Linked DNA regions of Sus scrofa: regions 1 and 3 are each linked to region 2. A link is a contact called in public HiChIP or PLAC-seq data. All regions are on one chromosome and are shown on one strand. The core of a region is the stretch at or near the end of the contact, and the rest is flanking DNA. Distances in the headings are between cores, read along the strand shown. Region 1 overlaps FGGY (FGGY carbohydrate kinase domain-containing protein). Region 2 overlaps LOC102165506 (a long non-coding RNA gene). Region 3 has its middle 27 kb from the start of JUN.

What was found. HiChIP or PLAC-seq counts read pairs in DNA pulled down with a chosen protein or histone mark.
Region 1: a contact with region 2 is called in an H3K27ac HiChIP or PLAC-seq map of alveolar macrophages. The contact joins two enhancer-like sites. A contact is called at or near these places in 2 of 2 datasets of contacts at active chromatin or transcription factors (alveolar macrophages and skeletal muscle).
Region 3: an H3K27ac HiChIP or PLAC-seq map of alveolar macrophages shows a contact between it and region 2. The contact joins two enhancer-like sites. A contact is called at or near these places in 2 of 2 datasets of contacts at active chromatin or transcription factors (alveolar macrophages and skeletal muscle).

Annotation. Positions count from the first base shown.
Region 1 is chr6:153,003,511-153,008,128 of Sscrofa11.1, forward strand. All of the region lies in intron 6 of FGGY (FGGY carbohydrate kinase domain-containing protein), which reads right to left. Among named protein-coding and RNA genes, the nearest start is that of FGGY, 210 kb to the right of the region's middle. Within about 2 kb of position 2,116, at least 25 of the 83 cell types and tissues checked have an H3K27ac peak or open chromatin away from gene starts, as enhancers often do. A contact at or near this core is called in alveolar macrophages, where this site is marked.
Region 2 is chr6:153,354,673-153,359,024 of Sscrofa11.1, forward strand. All of the region lies in intron 3 of LOC102165506 (a long non-coding RNA gene), which reads left to right. Among named protein-coding and RNA genes, the nearest start is that of FGGY, 140 kb to the left of the region's middle. Within about 2 kb of position 1,464, at least 2 of the 83 cell types and tissues checked have an H3K27ac peak or open chromatin away from gene starts, as enhancers often do. A contact at or near this core is called in alveolar macrophages, where this site is marked.
Region 3 is chr6:153,710,973-153,715,341 of Sscrofa11.1, forward strand. No RefSeq gene overlaps it. Among named protein-coding and RNA genes, the nearest start is that of JUN, 27 kb to the left of the region's middle. Within about 2 kb of position 3,004, at least 35 of the 83 cell types and tissues checked have an H3K27ac peak or open chromatin away from gene starts, as enhancers often do. A contact at or near this core is called in alveolar macrophages, where this site is marked.

The sequences.
Region 1 (4,618 bases), core at 866-3,365, 350 kb before region 2:
GACTGACGCAGACTTAATTTTTTACTTAGTCCCCTGGATGCATTAAAAACAAATCCTAGGAGTTCCCTTGTGGTGCAGCAGGTTAAGATCTAGAGTTGTCACTGTAGCGGCTCAGGTCACTGCTGTGGCATGGGTTGGATCCCTGGCCTGGGAACTTCCACGCTGTTGGTGTAGCTAACAGACAAACAAACAAACAAATCCTAGAATCAAGATCATTTGACAAAATGCCCTATCACTAAAAAAAGAAGAGGGAGATGAGATGATCTCAAAATAAAGGGATTCTCTTAAATTAAATACATGTCCTTTTATGACTTTATTTTCTTATCCCATCACACACCACTGAACACTTTGTCCGAGGCCAGCATAGATCTCTAGTCTAGACTACTGTTTGCAAACTGCTGGTTCACAGAATGATTCCAGCTTCTAACAATGGGAGCATCAAACAGCAAGCTCGCACATGAAAAAAGTCAATTGGTGGGTCCGGTGTGAACCACACACACCACCACACATCTGGTGATTTGAAGACATCTGGGGCTTTTCCATCGTGCAGACCAAACATGATTCAGGTAATTGGCCAAATTTTTCACTTCCCAACCAGATGTCTTACTTTCATATAAATGAAGCCAATCTTGTACTTTCATGTGCAAATAAGCTAGACATAAATTCACCCCTGGAGGGCAGAATTAATTGCTTATTCTCAATGAGCACTAAATTACATATTCTTTCTTTCTTTCTTCCCAACTAGTTTACCTTTGAAAAAGGTTTTCTACTCTTGTTTTGGAAAGCGTATACTTCAACACTTCAATCTTAGGAGTATTCTGCCTTTTCAAAATGTTTATTCCTTTTTTTTTTTTTTTTTTACAGTGAGGCAGTGTACTATAATAAAAAGAGAGTAGTCTCAGGAGTCAGAATGAATCGCTTTCTAATTCTGTGTATATATCCAACCACAAACTTTTAAGGGCCTTGGAAAAAGTTTCTTAAGGTCTCTGAATTCAGTTTCTTTGTAGATATAAATCATAAACCCATCGAAAAGGGATACTAGAAAGACCTGAGGTCACTTATTCCTACGATATGTATTGGGCATTTACTAAGACACAAGGAGAACTGCCATGGTGGCGTCTGGACTCGTTATTAATGCAGGCCCTCAGGTAGGGGGTGCTATTCCTGGCTTAATATGCTGGAATGACAAGCATAGTGCCCAACAAGGGCGATCCCTTGATTCAGGATTTCTAATAAAATATGAGTACCTCCAACTGAAGCTAATTTTTAAAGGGAGTATCAAATTTGTAAAAGGAAGGACCTGTCTGCAAACTTTCCTCTTCTTTTATGGCTTTCCAGCACACACTGGCATTTGCTTTCATCGTGTTTAAAGAATTCATGTGGTTATCAATGACCCTTCACCTTCTATGCTGTTGTCCTGACAACCATTCATTTACTAGAGGACAATGACTAGACGAAAGGCAGAGGACAATGTGTCCCTTTGGTCAGGTTTAATAGTAGTAGAGCTCAACAAGACAGAGATAATACTTAAAGACCAGGGTCTTATTGTTTTGAGATCCTCTGGAGGGAAATAAATACACAGATACAGACATACAAATATCCACACAAAGAAGGAGAGGGGAACGAACGTATAAGGAACTCAACTGTGCAAGGAGAGGCTGGTATGAAGAACTCACCTAGAGTTTAATAGCTGTTTTGTTTCAATAGCCAGGCTACAAAGAAATATTGCACATAAACACAAAAAGGGATAAGCTTTTGCTGTTGTTTATCCTAAGCTGTTAGATTCTCTCATCACCAAAGCCCAGAAGCATTGCAAATATATAAAGAAATGGAATGGGGCCATGGTTTTTAAACTTTTGTTTTCCAAGGACCAAAAAGAGTCAGTATATACATCTGATTTGGTTCAACTGGAGAAGGAAATGCCCCAAAGTGATGGATGCTCTTGAGGGGATGAGGAACGGAGGTTCAAATCTAGAACTTAATCAATGGTGAGAGACCACCAGTATGGAGGCATTACGGCGGGGAGGGCTAGTAATCTGGGGCGGGAGAACTGCAAGCCTCTCAGGCTGTACTTAGTACAAAATCTGAAGAGCAGAAAGTGTCCACTATTTAACCACAAAGACAATGACCTCATTCTGAGTGAAGGAGGACACTGGCACTGCAGGACCCATAGGGAGGAGTGGAATTTGCCAGGTTGGCATTTAGCCAAAAGTCAGAGTAAAATCCCTGAAGCCCTAACCATGTTGCCATGGGAATTGAGCAAAAGAAGTTTCCAAAAATGATGCTCTAACTTAATGTCATTTACATCTCCATCTAGGTCATCCAGTGTGTATGTGGAGGGGAGGGAGAAGGCTCAAGGAGATTTTGGGGGAAAATGCCCAAGTGAGGGAAGAGGGAGCCTCAGCTTTGTAAATAAAACACATTTAACTCCATAATATCTCCATTTTAAAGTTTCATTCTTTGGACGCAGGACCTGGGGAATGAACAGACCTTGGGCAAAATGAAAAAGGCAGGCTGGCCCAGAGCCCAGAAGTGTCACCAGCCATCTCATTGTTTCACAGTGGCCGCAGGGACGGCTCCCAGGGAGCACTGAGGGCCAAGGGAGGCAGCCCTGATCTCCAACAGGCTTCATTCACTGCCTTCAGCCAGGAGGGGAACGAGACAGGCCATGCAAGACTCCCCCTTTTAGAGAAACTGTGGGGACTGTGCCACCTCTGGAAGGTGATCAAGGGTGGACACCCATGGAGCAGGGTGTCCATGAGGCTGGCCCACCAGGCCCTGGATTGCATAAACAGAATCGACTGTTTTTTAAACAAAAATCAAGATCACAAAGCTATGATGCACTATGGGTTTTCCTCAGCTTACAAATATTATACAACTACTTTACAGATAATTCAAACAATGCAATAAGAGGGGAGGGAAAAAAAACACCCTCCTATTTATTTGCCTCCTCCCAGAGATAACTACCACTGAAACTAAGACAGAATATTCTTGCAAAATATTAAGATACCCATGTATTTAATTTTATATAAAAGGGATATCACAAGTATGTAATTTTGTAATCTGCCTTTTTAACTCAGGGTTCTTTACTCATCAGTGAGTAGAGTGCATGCTTTTTGAAAAAGTATCATATTCTATAATATGGATGTAGCATATTATTTAACCTCATCTTTAGCTTCAGACAGTTTGTTCCTGTGACATTTACAACAGACACAGACTTAGGAAGGAAGGACTTAGTAGGGTTATTTTAAGGGGCCGAAGGGCTTCTGCAGTAAGGGAGGGGAAGTTATTGCAATAGAGAGAATATTATGACCACAAAATCTGCAAGTATCCCAAGAGTTAGACCAAAATGGCCTTTATTTGACAGAGTAAATAAGGCTAAGAACAAAGTGTGGGGAAATGGCATGAAAGTATGGTGTGTGGTGTGACTGGATAGTAGATCAGAGAGTATTTTACCCTGAGGACAGTCTATTTGGCGAGGAGAGACCTGTGATTGTTGATTTTGTATGTCACCCTGACTGGGCCACAGGGTGCCCAGATATTTGATCAAACATGATTCTAGGTGTGTGTGTGTATGTGTGTGTGTTTGGATGAGATTAACATTTAAATCAACAGACTGAGTGAAGTGGATTTTGGGTCTCATCTAATCAGTCGAAGGCCTGAATCTAACAAAAAGACCGACATCTCACTCTCTCTACCTCCAACCCCCACTAAGAGAAAATCCTTCCTGCCTGACAGCCTTTAAACTAGCAGATGGGCTTTTTTCCTTGCCTTTGGACTTGAAACATCAGCTCTTCCTGAGTCGCAAGCCTGCCAGCCTTCAGACTGGAGCTCATCAGCTCGGCTGAGGCTCTACTTTGCCAAATCACCCTGTAGATCTTGGGATTTACCAGTCTCTACAACTGCAAGAGCCCATTCATTTTTTTTTTTTTTTTTTTTTTTGTCTTTTTGCTATTTCTTGGACCGCTCCCGCGGCATATGGAGATTCCCAGGCTAGGGGTCTAATTGGAACCGTAGCCACCAGCCTCCACCAGAGCCACAGCAACGCGTGATCCGAGCCGCGTCTGCAACCTGCACCACAGCTCACGGCAACGCCGGATCGTTAACCCACTGAGCAAGGGCAGGGACCGAACCCGCAACCTCATGGTTTCTAGTCGGATTCGTTAACCACTGCGCCACGACGGGAACTCCAAGAGCCCATTCATTATAATACGTGCGCGCGTACACACACACAGTATCAATCTATTTCTCGGGAGAACCCTTACTAATACAGGACTCTTAAGGAGGGCTGTATGCTGGACCAGACTGACAAAGTCCAGGGGCCTGAGGAAGGACAAAGTTTGGTTAACATGCATTTTGTTCCAGTTGATCACTGGGGACAAGCAGTTCAAGCTAATCAGGAATATAGGAATCTGGGGGGTCTGTGTCTGGTCTTGTCAGAAGTAAACAAACAAGGCATCCCTGAATCTTATCCAAATCATATGGGAGAGGAAAAACCTCTGCTGTAGGCCATTTCCTGGAACAAAAAGCTTGGGGACATTTATAAACTTTCACTATTTTCCAGGAGCACAGGGCTTGGGTAAAACTCAACACTGTCATTTCTCACTTTTCTTATTTA
Region 2 (4,352 bases), core at 214-2,713:
CCTGTGCCTTACTCATAAAACAGCATTAACCTGCCCACCCACCCCCCTCCCCACCACTACAAGGTGTGTCTCTAGTCTCTGCCCTTGCTCACCTCCAAAGCTGGGCATGTAACATCCTCTACTTGGACCCATCTCAGCTCAGATGAGATAACATATATAAAATCCCTAGCACAATACCTGGCACACAAACATAAAACGAGTGGGATTTAGGTGCCTCAGGTCAGAAGGTTTCAAAGTGGCCTCAGCAAATCAGAATCTTACTTTAACAAACAAGTGTGGGTGTAACTTTATAGGGTCTCATGACCTACAAGAAAAAAACAAAACTCAAACAGCTATAGCATGGCACTCAAGGTCCTAACTCCTTCCCCCAGCTCTGGGCAACTCTGAGTCCCTAGAGAATGTCTTTTTCCCCCGCTTCCATCTCACATAGAGTTTTCATCCCCTCTGCTTAGCGCTCATCTGATTGTAGCCATTGTGTTTGCCTTTCCCTCTGAAGATTAGGATTGCATCTCATTTATCTTTAATTTTTTGGTGAACCTGCAGAGTGCTGTGCTCAGTAAATTATGAATGAACAAATGAGTTTCCAGTCAGTGCCTAGGAGTCTGTTCACATGGAGGTTATAGTTTTTCCCTGAACATGGATGGCGTTTTCACGCCCCAGTAGTTTTCACATGCTATTCCTTTTGCTTAGAATTAATTCTCTTCCTCCCTTTTATGCCTATAAGACTCCTGCTTACCCACATATACTAACCCCTAATGTCACCTCTTCCAGTTTTCTCAGTTGCTTTCTCTGCTCTCTCTTAATGCACCTGATACTTAATTCTACTATGGTAGATAACTCGCTATTTATTATTATGTTCATTTGTCTACATGATTCTCTTCACTGCCAGTCTGTGATTTCTTAAAAACACCTAGTCTTTTTTTTTTTCTTCTGTCAATTGTATGCAACATAGGTCCTGACTTATAGTAGATATTGAGAATTTTGGTAAATTTATACAAAATTTTGGCTTTGAGTTGTTGTCCATCTTTGCCCCTGTAATGAGCTCCTAACAACAGGTATTGAGAAGGTAAATGGAAGGAAATGAATCTTTGTTTTGTATCCCCTGGGGACCAGGCATAATTATTGTCCATGTTGCTAGTATTTAAATTATCTGTATAAATTGAGGTAATGGTCCCTTCGTCACAGTCAAGGAGTTAGGACCTTGAGTGTCATGCCATAGCTGCTTGAGGTTTTTTTTTCCTTGTATGTCATGGGACCCCCTAAAGTTAAACCATACTTGTTTGTTTATGACTGACACACAATGCATCAGTGGTTCTAAGAATTGTGGGGGACCCCAGTGAACCTGTCTGTATTATGACCCTCCCCATCCCTCCCCCGATAATGACACAAGTCAGATTCTCTCTAACAGAAATAGGAAATTTGGCATAAATTGCTGAAGAGACTGGGAGTTGCTGGAGCTGAGTCACATTTGTGGCAGTCCTCCAGGGTGAAAGGCCACAAAGAATTTTGAGATACCAGAACTGCCTTGGGTTCTCCTATCTTGGTAGTTCAGCATTTCCTTTGATTCTCTGAGATACCCCCAACATCCTTCCAATAATTTTCCCCTTTTCTTAAGCTAGACAAAGTACAATTCAGAAGCTTATAAGTTAAAAAAAAAAATCATAACCAATACAGTCCAGATCCCAAAAGAATGTCCTGTTTGGTTTCTGAACTGGTTAAGGTTTGCATCAGTTTTCAGACAGAATACCCCAATATATGATTACAAGTTGATTTGTCTCTCAAAGGAATGTAGGCAACCAGAACTAATTGTCTGATCCTCCGGAATCCAGGCTCCCTCTATCATACTATTCTGCCAATCTCAGGATGTAACTTCTGGCTCGTGGACCAAGATGGCTGCTCAAACTCCAGTCATCATGTCATCAACCCAACCTATCAAAAAAGGAAGACATGTCCCTCCTTTTAAAGATGTGCCCCAAAGTTGAACACACTATGTCTGCTTCTATTCCACTGGCCAAAACGTAGTTACGTAGTTCTCATATGCCAGCTGTCTTCCATTTGCTCCTGTAGACTCACTGCCTGCTCCTCTTCATCTTTCTTTACCGTGGGAAGCTGGACCGTGCAGACCTCATCAGTGGGAAATGGTAACCTGTGCCTTCTGTGGTTCTAGCTTGGACAATAGGGACTCTAGCAGGAAATCAAAAAAAAAAAAAAAAGTGAAATCAGGTATTTATTTCTGTGGATCCCTCCCTTCAAGGTTGCATTGGGCTGGCTCTGTCCCTCAACTGAGAGTTACTGATTCTTGATGAATGATTGATTTTACCTGCCTCTCTTTTTTTCTAGGTTCTGGTAACTGTTCCCTCTCTTCATCCCATTAGGCCCTGAGGGAAGTAACAGCCTAGCTACTCTGAGCACTGGATTATTGCACTATACTTAAAGTTCTTCCACATCCAATTCTTAGTAAATTGCCCCTTTGTAAATAAACCCTCGTTGGCTTATTCCATTTTGAGTGTGTCATCTGTTTTCTGTTGGAACTTTGATACACCTACCTAACTACATTCAGGTGCTCACCTAATAATGGAAGGTCCTATTACCAAAAAAGGAGAGGAGAACCCAGATCATGGAACAGCTAGCAGTCTTTGCCATGATCCCATCAGTCTTTCTTGATCAGTCCTTCGTCTCACTTTTTGTAGGTTGAACCTCTGTCCTTCAGTCTTGATACCTATAATGCAGGGAAATCATCATCTTTCTTACCCAATAAAAGGTTATAAGAATTTACAGAGATACCTCTATATATGGGAGAGTTATAATTATTAATAAGGTATACTTACCCAAGGAGCATAGTAAAATCAACACATATTTAGTGAATGTATGAATGAAAGGATAAAGCTATGTTTTTAATTTTTTCAAGTGGAAAATTGGCATGTTGTACCACCTGAAGCCTAACTCTCTTCTAGTGCTGATCTCCAAGTATTATTCTGTCAGGTCTGTGTCATGATTTTCGATGAGTCATAGATAGAATATGGAAGAACTCTTGAGCTGGAGACATAAGGTTTGGAGCAGATTGAGGAATGATACAAACCCAAATGGTACTCAACCTGGTAATTCAGGCAGAACCAGAAGAGTAGTCAGGAGTATCGGCTTATACAGATTCTGACTGTTAGAAAGGCAAGAGATGGGAGGCAGCTTAGCAGACAGGAAATAATCTCAAACACCCAGAGGAAGTACATAGGCCAGGGCAACTAGAAGGGTGGACTCCCACACATGGCAAAACAATAGTTAATCTGGACAGAAACAAAAAATCTGCCGTCCCTTAATAGAATACTTGAGTCATCCTAGTCACACCCCAGGTGCTGTCTACGATTCCTTCCTTGCTTCCTTACTCCAACCAGTCTTCAGGCTCAGTTGATTATACCTTCTAAGTTCCTCCCATTCCTGTCTTTATCCTGGCTCTCATTTCCAATAACAACTCAAGCCCAAATCTTCTTTTGCCTGAATTAATACTACATCTTCCTGATGGGTCATTATTTCCCCCATATGGGCCAGTTTTCTAAACTGCAGCCCATGATATTCTTCTAAAACACAAATCAGATCATGTTATTCACCTGGATGAACTATTCAGTAGTTCCTCAGTTTTCCTAGAATAGAATTAAAATGTTCAATAAGACCTTATATTACACAGCTCCTACATCTCTTTTTAGCCTCATCTCAACCCACTCCTCCTCGTCCTACCTGACACTTCAGCCACTCTGAAAGACTTGTAGTTCCCTGAAGAAACTGAATAGGCTTTTGCATGTGTGTGCTTTACCTCCAGCTCCTCCCACTTCTTTTAGCTGATGCATTCTTACTCATCCATCAGGACTCCACTCATAAGCCACTATCTCCTTTAGTCCATCTTGCCACCCCCACCCTCACTCAGTTTGGAATAGGTATCCCTCCTTTGTGTTTTCATAACCCCTGGGTTTATTTCTACTGTATTACGTATCGTGATGTATTGTTATTTCCATGATACTTGTCTATTTCTCCCTGTTCTATGAGTTTTTAAAGAACAAAGATTAAATCTCATTCATCATGGTCTCCTTGGTGCCTAGCACAAACAATGACAAAGATGGTGCTCAAAACATGCTTGTAGAGGAAATGAATGAGGGGACAAGGCCAGTTCCGTGTGGAGTGGGATTCAGTGGGATTACCCTTTCCCAGTCTTTGACACCATACTTCCTTTAATGCAGACTAGGATGGCTTTGACATTTTAGACATCACTCTTTGTATATGTTGTTTCGTTTGGCTATTGTAATATGAATATCCCTGCTCCCAGTCTTGAGTTTTCCTCTTTTCTCTACTGTACAAAGTGTGAT
Region 3 (4,369 bases), core at 1,754-4,253, 360 kb after region 2:
TACTATATATGCAGTGAACAGATCATTGACAAAATAGGAAAAAAAATATTTCTTTCTTTTTTTTTTTTGGTCTTTTTGCCTTTTCTAGGGCAGCACCCACAGCATATGGAAGTTCCCAGGCTAGGGGTCTAATCAGAGCTATAGCCGCCGGCCTACACCAGAGCCACAGCAATGCAGGATCCGAGCCGCATCTGCAACCTATACCACAACTCATGGCAATGCTGGATCCTTAACCCACTGAGAAAGGCCAGGGATCGAACCCTCAACCTCATGGTTCCTAGTTGGATTCATTAACCATTGAGCCATGAAGGGAACTCCAGAAAAAAATTTCTAACATATATAAAAATAGGATTAATTTTCTTTATATACATGTTATATATATATATTTTAGTATTTATACACATGTATAAGTATTCTCATAACAAAAGAAAAGTTAACAGAGAACGTGAACACCTATTCAAAATGAAAAGAAAAAAAAGAAAAGAAAAAGAGTGTGAGAACGGATGCTAGCTACAGTAGCATTTAGAAGGGGAAATGCTACTGCTTGCACCATTGTCCGCCTTGGTCATTAGAGTTTTTCTGTAATACTCAAGGTCGAAATTCAAATCAAACCAGAGCAGGAACAATCCCATTAGTCACGCCTGATCGCCAAGGGATTCATCGGTAGCTTAGTTAGAGACGGGTAGGAAATTAATACCCTACTAAGCACAATACATAGTCTTTTGTATATAATTAGGCTTACACCGATGCATTATAAAACCATAGCAGGAAGGGAAGTGGATGGCATAAGGAAAGAAAAGGGGGCTGATAAAGGACTTCCATCCCAGCTCTTCCTCTAGGTACGCGTATCCTTGAAAAATCTCACTAAACCTTCCTTTCCTCATCTGCGAAATGGATACAATAAATTCTAGGTACAATGTTTTTCTTTGGAAAAAATAAGATGTACTATGTCACTCAACACCCTTAGTGAAAATTCAAAACAGTAGCTCTTACTACATGTCCAAGGTTATTACCACCTGTGTCAGGGCAGAATAGGGCCCATGTTTTTGCCACCAAGTACCACACACAGAGCTGGCCCCTGTGGTGGTTAGGCTGGGAGCAGGCACCCAGCATTATAACTTCAAGGACGAGTGTGGCTTTGCCTCATGTTCAGAACTCAGCACATCTTTCACTCCTACTTGGGGAACCTCTCAGGACCTCTGTTTCTTCATGTAGGAAAAACATCGGTCATGCAAGTTGCAGCAATCAAAATAAAGGAGATTGTGTTTGAGAAAATACCCTCTGAGCTCTAAGTCTGTTGGCCTCAGCCCTATATACCCAGTTCACAGACCTGAGTCCTTGAGACAAGACTCTCTGGCAAAGTTCACCTCAACATCCATCCAGCAGGGCTCAGAAAATGTTCCCAGATTAGGAATCTGATAACTTAAGACCAAGCACCATTTTGTCCAGTGCATGACACCAAGATCAAGATAACTGGAAAACTATGTTAACTTCTAGGATAGCCCCTAAACCGCCACCACCACCCAAACATATACCACGTGGCCCCACTTCCAGTGCCTTCACCACCAACCCAATCAAGACCTGACATCCCAGGACCAATTAATAGCTAGCATCCATAGAGTCCTTTCTGTGTTCTGAGCCTAAAGCTAAGTATTTTTCCTGCTTAGTTTCAATTAATCCTTGCACCAGATCCATGACGTAAGAGGAGATACCCTTATCTCCTTCCTGAAGATGAGGAGATTGAGTCTTACAGACGGTAAGGAACTTACGCTCAGGAAGTGATAGACCAGGGCCTGGAACCCAAGTCTGTCTGACTAGGATCGTGGTTACGGCTTCTCTAGGATGACTTTGCAGATGTGCCCCAAGGACTGGACTGACCAACCCAACATCATAGAGCTACCAGCTACCAAAACTGGGATTCAAATCAACAGCCTCAAGTCCAAAGTCATATGCTCTCAAGACACCATGCTGCCATCCCCAATCTTGTAAGACTAGCTTCCACCTAACTGCTCCTTCCCTGAGCTCAGAGCCTGCTGTTTACTCCAGCCCAGTTGGTGGCCTAGAACAATGCCTGACTTTTCTCATCTCCTTTCCCTGGAGGCTGGGTTCCAGAGTCTGTCCTTGCTGATGGGACACCTCCTGCATGTGGACATATCTTCGCCAAAGAGGACAAATCCCTATCTGGCTCCAGAGAATGGAAATAGGAGTTCCCACTCCAGACACAACTACTTTTGAGAATGAGAAGCCAACTAACCCATTCCTTAGGGTTGTGTTAGGTCTCTCAGACACGCCCTACTCCTGAGCTGACTTGGGTGGGGCCAAGAGTTCCATCCCCCATCCTGCTTTCTCCCAGTTTCCTCCATCTGCTCTTTCAGGCAAGCTAGGGATCCACAGTGCCTCATACTTAAGCCAGACCCATGACTGATATGAGCTGTTATTTTTTAAATTATCTTTTTTCATCTCCAATTATAAAAGCAACATTGTGTCATTTCCCACTGCTGTGACAAACCCGTCCTCCCCACAGCAGAAGCATCAAGGGACCAGGGGTTGCACACGAAGTTTTATAACCGGCAGTGAGTACCAATTAAAAATCCTCTAAGGTGTTCAAAGGATGCCACAACCGGATCAATCTGCAACAGATTCAACAGAGGAAAAGCAGATTAAGAAATAGAATATTTAAACACTGCAAATCATTTCCTTGGAAAGGCTCTATGCATCTTGTCGGAGCCAGTCATCTTCCTCTGCGAAGTGTTCACACTCACTTCCGGTGAGTAATAAGAAGGACGTTCAGGTCTGCACGCAGCCACTGTGCACGTGATGGAGCCCATGGCACAGCAGCTGCAGCTTCCTTTTTCACAAAGCAGAGGTGCCGCCTCTTCGGTCCCAGGGCTGAGGCTTTTCTCCAGGCTGCAAAACAGCCAGAGTTTCTGAGGGGCATCTACAGATGCCATCTGCCAGTTCTTCATCCGGTACATCGCAGTGGCTGTGACTCAGGCTAGTTAGCACCGGAAGCCATTCCCCTGTGTCTCTGTGCAGGCTCTGCTGGCTGAAACAGATGCCAGCACCAAGAAAGGTTTGTGGTGCTGGCAGGCAGGAAATGTGCTTTGGAGAGCCCCAAGGACCCAGCCTTAGCTCTGGCTGCAGCAGTACAGAAGGCAAAAATGCAAACCAAACCAGCACACACTGATTCGGTGTTGACTTAGGCTAGTAAACACACACCACAGATCTGGTGGAGAATGCAAACGCCCCCTGTGCACGCAGAAGGCTGTGTGTTATTTAAGCCAAGCGGGTGTTTCCAAAGAGAAGGAAAAGAATCCATTGCTCCAAGTATCAGATCAAGGAGGATAGTGAGAGATTCAGTGCGTTAGAAATGCCCAACCTACCTCTATTTTAGGTTAATCATAAAACCTTCAAAAGACCCCAGCGAGACAGCTTGGGGGCGGGGGAGGTGAATTCCCCCCGCTTTACACAAACTGAGCCTCAGCAATCACGCCAGTAGTCAGTGGTCCAGTGACAGAATTTATTGAAAGCCACTCGTGTGCAGCAACCAGGCTTGGAGGCAGATATCCTCCTGAGGTGTGGCATGAAAGAAGGAAAGGGAGAGAGGAAGAGTCTGCTCTGTTGCTTTCCGACTGTGTGATCTTGAGCAAATCAGGAGTAACCTTTGGCTGCGCTGCTCTCGGGTGTCCTGAGATGGGCATTGCTGCATGGGGAGGGCGGAGCCGGGCCTCGATCTGACTCCACCAGCAACCAGATCTGGGTCATCTAGGTGGTCACTAGGTCCCTCTGACCTCCAGAGATTTACCTGTAAAACAGTGGACTTATCAACCAGTAAGAACCCCTTTCACCTTTTGACATGACTTTATTTTTATGATCGAGAGGCTGAAATTAGATTATTGTAAAAAATCTAATTTTTGTTGTAAAATCCCCATCAACTCAGATTTTCTTCATAGATAATGGAGATAGATTGAAGACCTTATTATCATGTAAAAGATTGACCCTGTGGCACCTAACACTTTACAACTGGGCAGTGTTGCTGGCTCTCCTTCCTTTTCTGCTGATGTTTCACAAAGTCCTGGATGGTTTTCTCCTCCAGTTGGGTTAATATACAAAATCACTCAGACCAAGACCAATCTGCTTTACTTTGTGAGTCAGAGCCCATCTCTGATCTCTAATGAATTACAGCAGTATAGGCAGGGAAGTCCATGAGAACAAAGAAAGTCTGTGTCTGCTTGTCACCCAACTCCTAGCCCAATGATGGCAAATATTACTGTTGCTTCTACATCTATTACTGCCATTACTGGCTCTGTGCATGGCAAATACTACTGCCACAGTTACTGCTGCTACTACCGCTACTGCTATTACTACT